Linked DNA regions of Mus musculus: region 2 is linked to region 1. The links are chromatin contacts, called in public HiChIP or PLAC-seq maps. All regions are on one chromosome and are shown on one strand. Each heading gives the region's core, a stretch centred on a gene start, on an enhancer-like site or on the middle of the called end of the contact. The rest is flanking DNA. Distances are from core to core; before and after follow the strand shown.

What was found. HiChIP or PLAC-seq counts read pairs in DNA pulled down with a chosen protein or histone mark.
Region 2: a contact with region 1 is called in an H3K27ac HiChIP or PLAC-seq map of microglia, with 8 times the contacts expected there. The contact joins the promoter of Gpkow here to the enhancer-like site in region 1. A contact is called at or near these places in 6 of 39 promoter capture datasets (the 3T3-L1 cell line, hippocampal neurons, liver and 2 more) and 1 of 115 datasets of contacts at active chromatin or transcription factors (microglia).

The regions. Positions count from the first base shown.
Region 1 is chrX:7,200,545-7,206,247 of GRCm38.p6, reverse strand. The region is part of intron 3 of Clcn5 (chloride channel, voltage-sensitive 5); the gene reads left to right. Among named protein-coding and RNA genes, the nearest start is that of Mir500, 34 kb to the left of the region's middle. Within about 2 kb of position 1,982, at least 10 of the 459 cell types and tissues checked have an H3K27ac peak or open chromatin away from gene starts, as enhancers often do. A contact at or near this core is called in microglia, where this site is marked.
Region 2 is chrX:7,694,281-7,700,242 of GRCm38.p6, reverse strand. It overlaps Gpkow (G patch domain and KOW motifs), which reads right to left and starts at 3,109. Exons shown (of 11, transcript NM_173747.3): 1 at 2,848-3,109; 2 at 1,590-1,750; 3 at 1,363-1,487. The coding sequence starts at 3,017.

The DNA of each region.
Region 1 (5,703 bases), core at 733-3,232:
ATAGGTGATAGAACAAAAAGCTTCACAGGACTTCAAATCCACTAAGGAGACTACGAAGCAGTTTTCTTTGTTTTTCCAAACTGTAAAGAACTCATGGTTTCTCTTCAAGGAGAAACACAACAAACCTTGGACTCTAGCTCCTGATGAAACCCATCTTCATCACCTCAGAGTCCTGACCTGAAATCCAAGCACTCAGGGAAGATGAGAATAGTGGGTTCTAGACTAGCTAGCCTGTGCTTCATGCAAAGATTGTCTGAAAAAGCAACAGGCTTCTCCTCCAACTATGTGACCTGGCCAAATGTGTGCAACTCTCTTAAACAGATGTTCTAGGAAAATGGGTGGTGAGGCCTGAGTCAAAAGAACCATAGGGACAGAAACCACATGAGCCTTAAACAGTAAATCTTTTTGGCTTTGTTGTTGTTTTGGGGTTGGTGGTTGTGATACAGGGTCTGACTTTGAAGCCGAGGTCAGGCTGGTACATACTATATGGTATAGGTTGCCCTCAAACCCTGCGCATCCCTTTGCCTAGGTTGTAGGTTATATGTATAAGCTACTAGGCCAGGCCTTCATTATGCATGTGATGATATCCACAGGCTTAAATCTGCCTGTACTTTACTTCATAGGAAAATGGGGAGATTCCACACTCCGTATCCGTTAGTGTTTTATCTATCTCTTTTTTTTCTTTTTTAAAGCTGGGCATGATGATCAACACCTTTTTTTTTAATTTATTTATTCATTATATGTAAGTACACTGTAGCTGTCTTCAGACACCCCAGAAGAGGGAGTCAGATTTCGTTACGGATGGTTGTGAGCCACCATGTGGTTGCTGGGATTTGAACTCTAGATCTTTAGAAGAGCAGTCGGGTGCTCTTACCCACTGAGCCATCTCACCAGCCCTTATCTATCTCTTTATGTTTATTAAAGTTTATATTAAACTCAGATTTACTTGGTGTTACCTCACAGCTCAGCCACATTATCACTTTCACAGAGACACAGTTTTGTCATCTTAGGCCCCATGTAGTTGTGACACATCCTTGGGTTTTTCCTGTTTTCAGTGACCTTAACAATTTTGAACAGTAGTCAGGTATTTTACAAAGTGCCCCTCCTTTTGAAATTTACCCTACATTTTCTCCTGAGTAGGCTTCGATTGGGGCTTTGGGAGATGAAGACCGCAGAGATTAAGTGACCCACCAACATGACATACTGTTGTTGATGGTAACTTTGATCGCCTGACTGAGTTTTCCTTCCTTTCTACACTGAACTCCTCAGAAAGGAGTGGGAAGCCCAGGCCTTGAGACTGTCCAGGGGAGCTTTGTCTGCTCTCCCAGCCATTTATTTATTCCATCATTTGTATTGCTCTATACTTCAGGTTCTAGTCTATTCCTACTTTCTTTTGTTGCTTACCTTGGTTAAGTCATGAGGATCAAGGCCAACCTGGGCTACATAACAAGACCCTGTATCAAAAAGGCAAAAGGAGTCATCAGAAGGGTGAGATATCTCGGTGCATAAGGGTGTGTGTGCCCAAGCTTGAAGCCTTGAGCTCCATCTGTAGGTCACAGGTGCTAGAGGGAGAGAACTGAGTGAGGTTTTTCTCTGACATTTACATGTGTACACAAATGTACATACACACAACATAAAGAAATGGTTTTCGAAGATTCCTTAAAGTCTTTATGTGAGTTGATAGCTAATCCATTTCTTTTAATGGATGACAGTCCATTGTCTAGATATATCACTTTTTAAAAATTCATTCACTTACTGAGGAATATCTTGATTGCTTCTAGGTTTTTATTTTTTGCAGTTGTAAAAAAGGTGCTGTAAATATCTGAGTGCAGTTTCCTTTTCTTTGGGGGTGGGGGGAGGAGGAAAGCGGAGGGGGAAAGGGAAGGGTTTATTTCAGTCACACTTCCGTATAACAGTTTATCATCAAAAACAGCTCGGGCAGGAACTCAAATAGGGAAGGAATCTGGAGGAAGGAGCTGGTGCAGACTCCATTGAGTACAGGCTTACTCAGCTTGCTCAGTCTGCTTTCTTATAATGAACCCAGGACCCGTGTCCCAGCGGTGGCACCACCCACAATGGGCTGGATCTTCCTCCTCCTATGGATCACTAATAACTAGTTCAGAAAATGCCATACAGACCCACTTACAGTTCTGTCATTTTAAAAAAAAGAATACAATAAAATATAATGAGATAAAACAAAAGCTAACACATTAAAATTGGACAAAACAAATAAACAAAAAAAGGAGAAAAGAACCCAAGAGAAGGCCTAAGAAATCATGGCCCACTCACTCATTCACACACTCATTCACACACTCATTCACACACTCAGGAGTCGCATAAAAACACTATACTGGAAGCCATAATATACACAAGGGATCTGGTGCAGACCCTGTGAGAGCTACGTAGTCTGTGAGTTCATATGGGATTTGAGCATGTTGCTTTACAGGCCCTTGTGCTCCCAGTGTCCTCCATTCCCTCTGGCTCTTATACTCTTTCTACTTCCTCTTCTGTGGGTACTCTGAGCTCTGAGGGGGATGGATTGGATGGAGACATCCCATCTAGGAGGAGTGTTCTAAGGTCTCCCACTCTCTGTGTAATGTCTGGCTGTGGGTCTCTGTGTTTGTTCCCATCTGCTGCAGGAGGAAGCTTCTCTGATGATGGCTGAAAAGGGCACAGATCTATGAGTATAACAGAATGTCATTAGGAGTCATCGCTATGTCATATTTGTTTAACCAGTAGTATTTGACTTTACCCTACACACCTAGGCTATCTAGTCTCAGGTTCTTGCTCACCCAAATAGTGTCAGTATGGTTTGTATCTTGTAGGGTAGGTCTTATGTCAAATCAGATTTCGGTTGATTACCAATGTATGATGTAATGATTGTATTGCATTGGTCCCTGTCGTTATGTCCCCCTTTTCATTTCTAATTTTGTTCATTTGGATCTTCTCTTTCTGCCTTCTAGTTCATTTTGATAAGGGTTTGTCAATCTTATTTATTTTCTCAAATAACCAACTCTCTGTTTCAGTGTCTTCTTGGTACTTGGTTGGTTTGTTTTATTGATTTCAGCCCTGAGTTTGATTGTTTTATGCTGTTTAGGCATTTTGGGTGTACTTATGTCTTTCAGTTCTAGAGCTTTCAGGTGTGCTGTTCCTTCGCTGGTATTTGATATCTCCAGGTTCTAATGCAGGCACTCAGTGCTGTGAACTTTCCTCGTAGCTCGCACTGCTTTCACTGTGGCTGCTCTCACAAGTTGGGCTTTGTTGTCTGTTCCTTTTCATTCGGTTCCAGAAACTCTCTCTTCCTTTCTGTTTTGACCCATTTCTCACTCACTAGAGTCACTCAGTTTTCATGAGTTTATAAGCTTTCTCTTGTTGATATCCAGCTTTAATCCATGGTGTTCAGATAAGATGCACGGTATTATTTCAGTTTTCTTGTAGCTATTGGGACTTGCTTTGTGCCTCAGCATGTGGTCAGTTTGGGATACATTTTCAAAAGGTGCTGAGAAGATGCTATACTCTTTGAGTTTGGGCAAACTATTCTGTAAATATCCTTTAGGCCCATTTGGCTTACCACATCACTTATCTCCAACAATTATCTGTTTAGGTTTTGTCTGGATGATCTGCTGTTGGTGAGAGTGGAGTATTAAAGCCTTCCACCTTCAGTATGTGAGGGCCAGTATGTGATTTAAGCTGGAGAAGTGTTTCTTCCAAGAACTTGGGTGCCCTTGCATTTGTGGCATAGATGTGAAGAACTACAGAATCCTCCTGGTAGATTTTTCCATTGGTAGGAATTAGTGTCCTAGGAAACTATATCTTCTGATTAGTTTTGGGTCTGTTTTGCTGGATACTAAAATGGCTACACCAGCTTGCTTCTTAGGTCCCTTTGCTTAGACTGTCCTTTTTTTTTCCCATTAATTTTAACCCTAAGGTGATGTCTGTCCTTGATATTGTGGTGTGGTTTTAGTCTTTGTTTTTTTATTGGGAGAATTGAGAGTACTGATATTGAGAGAGATCAGTGACCAATAACCATTGATGCCTGTTATTTTGTTGTTCTCTCTCTCTCTCTCTCTCTCTCTCTCTCTCTCTCTCTCTCTCCTTGTCTCTCTCCCTTTCTCTCTGTGTGTGTGTTTTGAAAATATTTTCTTTGACCTGGGATTTTTCTTCCTGTATTCCTATTGTTCTTAGTTTTGGTCTTTTCATAGTGTCCCAGATTTCTTGGATGTTTCATGCCAGGATTTTTTGTTTGTTTGTTTGTTTTATGTTTTCTTTGACTTCACGCGTGTCACAGAGCCTCAGATTCTCTCTTCCATCTCTTGTATTCTGTTTGTGAAACTTGACTCGGTGCTTCCTGTCACAGTTCCTAAATTTTTTCCTTCCAGATTTCCCTTGGTTTTGGTTTCCTTTATTAATTCTATATTGACTTTCGGGTCTTGAATAGTTTTATTCATTTCCTTCCACTGTTTGTGTTTTCATAGATTTCTTTAAGGGATCTCTTTGTTTCCTATTTAGGGACTTCTACCATGTTCAAAAATGCTGTTTTACGGGGTCTTTTTCTTTCTTGTGTTTTTAGGTATGTTAGAACACTCAGGGCCTACTGTGGGAGGGTTGCTGAACTCTAGAGGAGACATATTGTCATGACTGTTATTGATTGTGTTTTTATGCTGGCATGTAGGCATCTGGGTATGGGAAGATTGTAATTCTAGGTCTTTGGTGGGTGTTTTGTTCCTTGGTTTCTGTTTCCTCTCTGGTTCTTAGGAGAGTGTTGTCTGCCTGTTGCCTGTGGGAAAATCTGGGGTAAAATGTGTTTCTGGGCATTGCTTCCTGAGACTTAGGAGTGGGGTTAGGCTTGTGGTGGTGGAGGGCTTGTGGTGGTGGAGGGTCTGTACAAGGAGGAAAGTAGGGTGTTCCAGCAGGATCTGCTTAGTCCCCTGGGAATGGGGGTAGAGAGTGAGGAGATTTCACAGCAAAAAGTCTGCTTCAGCGCTGGGGATGTGGGAGAACTGAAGCTCTTCAGTTTGCCTGCCTGCCTGCCTTCCTGTTTGGAGTAGCTCCTGGTTTCGTAGGGAGTGCTTGCTGGAGTTGAAGGCTGGGACAAAGCAATAAGTTGGGGGAATAAAGTTTGGAAGTGAAGATCTGTGTTATCCTCTGGAGATGGGTGTAGGATGGATGGGAAAGGAGGCTGCAGAGCTGGAAATGAGACTGGGGGATTAATTTGGAGGAGCAGAGGGAGAGAGGAAGCTCTAATTAGCTACCTGATTACCAGCCCAGCCTGGCCTGTGGCTTCTCAGAGAGTGCCTGCTAGAGCTGGGGAGGGGTGGGGGTTGGGAATGTCAAATAGAAGATTTGGGGGAGGGAGGGAGGGAAGATCTGTGGGATCTACCGTGAGATTAGGTGGGAAGAGACTGCTGCAGGTGTTCTCTTGTTGATGTGGGAATGAGACTAGGTTTGGAGAATCAAGGGAGGGGAGTTAGGTCTGGATTTAGATCCTGCTTCTCTGGCTGGAGTAGCCTGTGGGCTAACTGGGAGTGCCTGCTGGAGATTGGGGCCTTATCACAGCCCCAATCTCCAGCAATTGGGGAGGGAGGTCAGGAGAGGAAGATCTGAGGCATCCCCAGTGTTGGAGCAGGGGTGGGGGTGGGGTTCTTCAGGTGCTCTGTTACAAGCTGCACGTGGGACTGAGAGATTGGATTTGGAAATCCAGAA
Region 2 (5,962 bases), core at 1,860-4,359, 490 kb before region 1:
TCCAAAAAAGTAGGGCAGACCAAAGCCTGATTATAGTTGTAAGCATGAAGTTCAAGGTCATTTTTATCAACAGAGTGAATTCAAGGCCAGCTTAGACAACATGAGACTGTCTCAAAAAGAAGAAAGTAAAGCACACGAGAAGGCTAAGACCAGCTCAGCTGAAAGAGAGGATGTATCACAAAAATTGTCTGAATAAAAGCTAAAATACTAGCCAGGCGTGATGACACATATCTTTAATCCTAGCACTCAGAAGGTAGAGGGAGGTGGATCTCTGTGAGTTTGAGGTCAGCCTGGTCTACATAAGTGAATTCAGGATGGCCAGAGGATCTCTGTTATACAGAGAAACCCTGTGTCAAAAGGAAAAAAAAAAGCTAAAAAGCTAAGAAGCTGAACTCAAAACTTGACTTCCACAAACACACTTTCCATCTCTTTTGCTGTCATTTCTTCATTCCTTTCCAATGATACAGCACACTGCAAGTTGGCTCAGATTGACCCATAAGTGTTGCTTTCTTGGGCTGTTGCTGCCATTAAGAGTGCCCACTCTGAGCTGGGCGTGGTAGAGCACGCCTTTAATCCCAGCACTCGGGAGGCAGAGGCAGGCGATTTCTGAGTTCGAGGCCAGCCTGGTCTACAAAGTGAGTTCCAGGACAGCCATGGCTATACAGAGAAACCCTGTCTCAAAAAACTAAAAAGTGCCCACTCTGATCATTCTTCTCTCACTAAACCCTAACTGTCCTTCCAGCCCTCACTCCAGCCACTCCTATGAATGTGTGTGTCCTTGTGACCTCTATCCTGCATTAGGTTCCTTTCTTCCTTCCCTACCTTCACTTCCTAGTCATTTTTGGTCAGGACAGACAATGGGGACCCTGTTATAACCCTTGTCTGCTCAAGACATCCCCTTAGCTCTCACTTCACTCACAGTAAAAGACAGGAGCCCTCTGGAGCTCAGAATGCCCTTTCTGTCCTGCCCCCCTCTGCCTTCATCCACTGCCCAACCCCTCATCATTCACTGCAATCCAGTAGTAGGCTTTCTCAGTGCTCCTCAAACATGCAGTCTGAAATCAGACCAAAGAAAGAAGGAAAGAGGAAACAGGCCAATGCGGCTCCAAACAATGCACAGCCTCATGGCACCTGTACGTCCTGTCTACTTTGTTGTCCACCTCATTCACATCATCCCAGAATTCAAGTACGTTTTTAAAATGCCCTATCTATTTTGTTAATTTTTCTAATAAGAATGGAAGGAGGAAAGGCTAATTGGCAGGGCTTAGGGACACGCACACACACTTTTCCGGCTATGTGCAAGGAGGCTAGGCAGCCAGGGCAGAGGGAACAGTGTAGGAGGGAGGTAGAGGGGCCGCTCACTGTCTCAGCCTGAGGTTCGCTGTCTGATCCTTCCTCAATGGGAGTACATCCTTTCTGGATCATGGGGATAGTGAGCGTGGGGTCAACACCTGCATTCTCCCTCTCCTCCAGAGACTTCTTGGATTCTAAGGAAGAATGGGAGGGATCAATGAGGCCACAGCCTATCCTTCCAACATCTTCCCCTTCTATCTGCACTGGGGCAGAGCAAAGAGACAGGGTCCACTCACCCTCAATGAGTTCCTTCACAGCCTGGGACAACACACCGTCTGACATCAACACGGTGCTAGTTTCTGAGGATGGCTTAGGGTTCTTGGACAGAGGTTGCCTGCGAGAGCCATTCTGGATCAACGGGATAACCAGCTCCTTGGGGGCTTCTGGAGGGTTCACACTTATGTCGGGAGAGAAAAAAGGTTGGGAAAGTAGACATGTCACAAAGCAGAAATATCAGGCCGGCAGTGGTGACGCATGACTTTAATTCCAGCAGCACTCAGGAGGCAGAAGCAGGAGGATCTCTGAGTTCAAGGCCTGCCCGATCTACAGGGTGAGTTCCAGGACAGCCAGGATGCAGAGGAACCCTGTCTTGACGCCCCCTCCAAAGAAAGAAAGTATAAATATCAAGATAGAAAGGAGGTTAGGAAACAAAGAAAATCAATTTCAATGGCCAGAAAGAAAGAAAGAAAGATCAATGCCCAGTCCTATGGACCATGTTCACAGGTTACTATTCACAGGTCCACTCGTTTTTTTTTTTTTTTTTTTTTTTTTGAGACATCTCACGATTTAGCTCAGGCTGGTCTTATAAACTCTCAGTCAGCCTGGTGCAATCCCCTAGTGCTGGAATTACAACCATGGATCTCTTTAAGTATGTCTTGTGGGAATCAGCCTTAGGCCTTCAACCACAATGGCCTAAAAATCACCATCTTTAGTCCAGATTCTTCCCGGTTCCGGGCCGGCAAGCTGCCTTTTACAAGTCCCCCACTTAGGCCTTTCGGACCTTTGTTTCTTACTTAATTATACTGCTGATGGCCTCCCCAGACTTGAATTTGCCTAGTTCTCCAAATCGGAGAAGCTCCCACAATTTCAGCTGAGACAGGAAGAATCCTGTCATTTTTCCCTCCTTTCCCTTTCTCAAAAGGCACACATACTCAAGTCCCAACGACATTTTTTCTGAGGAATCTATACCTCTGGTTCTCAGGCCCCATTTCACCCACCTAACAAACCTCCCTCTTCTTGCCCTTACATTCTTATGTTCTTCCTGTTTGTTTTTTAGTTGCCCAGGCTAGCGTTCAATTCCTGATCCTCCTGCGCCAGCCTCCCAGGTCCTGACTTATAGGCGTTTGCCGCCACTCCTGGTTACCTCCATAAATTTCCCGAGGCAGTGTTTCAGGCTTTCCAGGCCACTGTCACCAGGACAAACAACTCTTACTCTGCCCTCCTGCTTAAGCCCATTTCACAGATTTCCAAAACGCGAAAGACCCGGCGTTTCACCTCTGCAGCTTCCTCCCTTCCACGGTCGCCAAGAAATCTTTCTCCTCTGGGGCCTGTCTTTCGCTATCTCCGAGGTCTGCCAGTCGCCTCCGGACAGACGTGCGAGTGAACCCGAAAGAAATTGGAGCCATTGACGGGGCAGACGGCGGCGGACTCTCACGGCCCGCCATCTTCGCTCGAGTCACAGGCGAGCGCTCCGCTTGCTGGGAAGTTTAGCTCGAGCCGTGAGGGGCTGGCCGGGAAACGTAAGAATCAATCCCAGCATGCAACGCCTCAAAGACAAGTGCCTTGTAGCCGTGGGAAACAGGAATCAGGGCGCAGAAACTCTTTGAAACGTCATAGGAACGTGCCATACGGCATCCTGGGAAATGTAGTTCTCAGTGGTATAGCCGCTGTGGAAGATTGATTAGGTTATTCCTCGGTATTCAACCGCTATGAATTCAGTTCTAGAGTATCCTATACCCTTTCCCGACATCCTCAGGCACCATGCACGCATGTGATGCACGAACATAAATTCAGGCAAAATGTTTATATACACAAAACAAAATAAATAAAACTCATAATGTGCTTCCACAATGTGAACCTTACTGATAGAGGCTGGAGGCTTCCAGGGCTAGGTCTACTTTAGCAGATGAAAGCAGTAAACCATGGAGACAACAATTACATCAGGCAAATAAAAGTTACATTTACTGCCGGGCAGTGGTGGCGCACACCTTTAATCCCAGCACTTGGGAGGCAGAGGCAGGCGTTCAGGACAGCCAGGGGTACACAGAGAGACCTTGTCTCGAACCCCCCCCCCCAAAAAAAAAAGTTTCATTTACACAAGATGACTTAATGGGTAATAGTGTCTGCTACAAAAGCTGAAGACCTGAGTTCTTGAAGATCCTACATAGTAAAAAGATAGAGTTAGCCACTAGTTGCCTCTGACGGCACCACAAGTGCCATGCTATGCATGAACACATATACATGTAAACATGAACAAATGAATAAAATATGAAAACAAATTTTATCTAATTATATGTAAAGTGAATAACTGTGCAGTGGCTGGTTTTGTGTGTCAACTTGAGACAAGCTGGAGTAGTCAGAGAGGAAGGAGTCTCAGTTGAGGAAATGCTTTTTTTTAAAAAAAGATTTATTTATCTATTATTATCTGTAGCTGTTTTCAGACACTCCAGAAGAGGGAGTCAGATTTCATTATAGATGGTTGTGAGCCACCATGTGGTTCCTGGGATTTGAACTCAGGACCCATTTGGAAGAGTAGTCAATGCTTTTAACCACTGAACCATCTTGCCAGCCCCGAGGAAATGCTTCTATAAAATCCAGCTATAGGGCATTTTCTCAATTAGTGATTAATAGAGGAGGGCCTAGCCCATTTGGGTGGTGTTATCCCTGGGCTGGTGGTCCTGGGTGCTGTAACAAAGCAGGTTGAGCATGCCACAGGGAGCAAGCCAGTAAGCAGTACCCATCCAGGTTCCTGCCGTGTTTGAGTTCTTGTCCTTCAATGATGAACAGTGATGTGAAAGTGTAAGCCAAATAAAACCTTTTCCTCCCCAACTTGCTTTTTGGTTATGGTGTTTCATTGAAGCAATAAAACCTTGACTAATATACGTAGAGAATGCAATAGAAAAATATCCATAGTGCTGGAGAGATGGCTCAGCAGTTAAAAGCACTGACTGCTCTTCTGAAGGTCCTGAGTTCAAATCCCAGCAACCACATGGTGGCTCACAACCATCTGTAATGAGATCTGATGACCTCTTCTGGTGTGTCTGAAGACAGTACTTACATATAATAAATAAATAATTAAATAAATCCATAAAGCTATAGGAAAAAGATTTTTTCAGACCACAAACTCTCAGTGTGGCTAAGCTCTTTAGGTACCTTCATCACCATACTGTGTTTAACTAGGGTTGTTTATATGAGCTGCTTACTTGAGCAAGGGCAGTTTATGGCAGCCACATCACTGAGGAATGTAACACCTACCAACCATTAACTGCCTATAGTTCCCAAGGGAGGATGGGGCCTAATGTGCTCTTCCCCCATCCATGATGGGTTGATAAGTTGTTTTGTGCATGTGAGTTCAGGAGTACAACAGCTGTTGGCATTTAGTCTAAGCTCTGCCCCATAGTTACTTGGCAATAGCCAGGTGTGCCTGACTGAGCTATAAAAGGGGCTACTTGCCCCTCCTCTCTCTCTTACTCCATATTCTCTCTCTCCTCATTCCCCTCCACCTTCTCTCTCCACGTGCTCATGGCCAGCCTCTACTCCTCTCTCTCTCTCTCTCTCTCTCTCTCTCTCTCTCTCTCTCTCTCTCTCTCTCTCTCTCTCCCCTCTCAACTCCCCTCCCCATGCCCTGAATAAACTCTATTCTACACTATACTGTCTGTGGCTGGTCCCTCATGGCGAAGGATTGCTTCAGCATGGACCCGCAGAGGCACCCCCTTCCCCCACACCTGACTGCACATCCACCAGACGTATTCCTTCTCCTCCCTTATATTCTTATAAAGCACAACAACGCCATGCCATGTCCACAAGATAGTCTTTCACTATACTCCTCCCCATCCTTCAAGCTCTTACACGATGTTCTCTCTCTCTCTCTCTCTCTCTCTCTCTCTCTCTCTCTCTCTCCCTGTGTGTGTGTGTGATTTAAATGTCCCATTTAGGACTGAGTACTCAAAGTCACTTCTTCACTTTGATTTTTTTTTGAAGCTCTGCATTCACCACTGCCCACAAAATAAATCTGTGCTCTTAAGCATAAATATTTAGAATGGGGCACAGCAGTGCACACTTTCAATCTCAGTACTTGGGAAGCAGAGACAAGTGAATCTCTGAGAGTGTTGCATAGAGAAACCTGTCTCAAATAAACAAAAACAAATATACAAATATCTAATAAGTAGTTTGACAACATGTCCATTCAGTAGAAACATCAGAGAGTGGCTTCCTACCTCTCAGGACCTGACCATAGGAGCACTTACGTTGCAGTGGGATTTTTATTTAATAACTTATGGCCTCTGGGAGCAGAATTATCCATTAATGCAGAATACTTGTCTTTAAAGTCTTTTTTCTTTTTTAAAAATCTGTTTTTAATTGGCTTATGCGGATGCCATAGTTAGTGTTT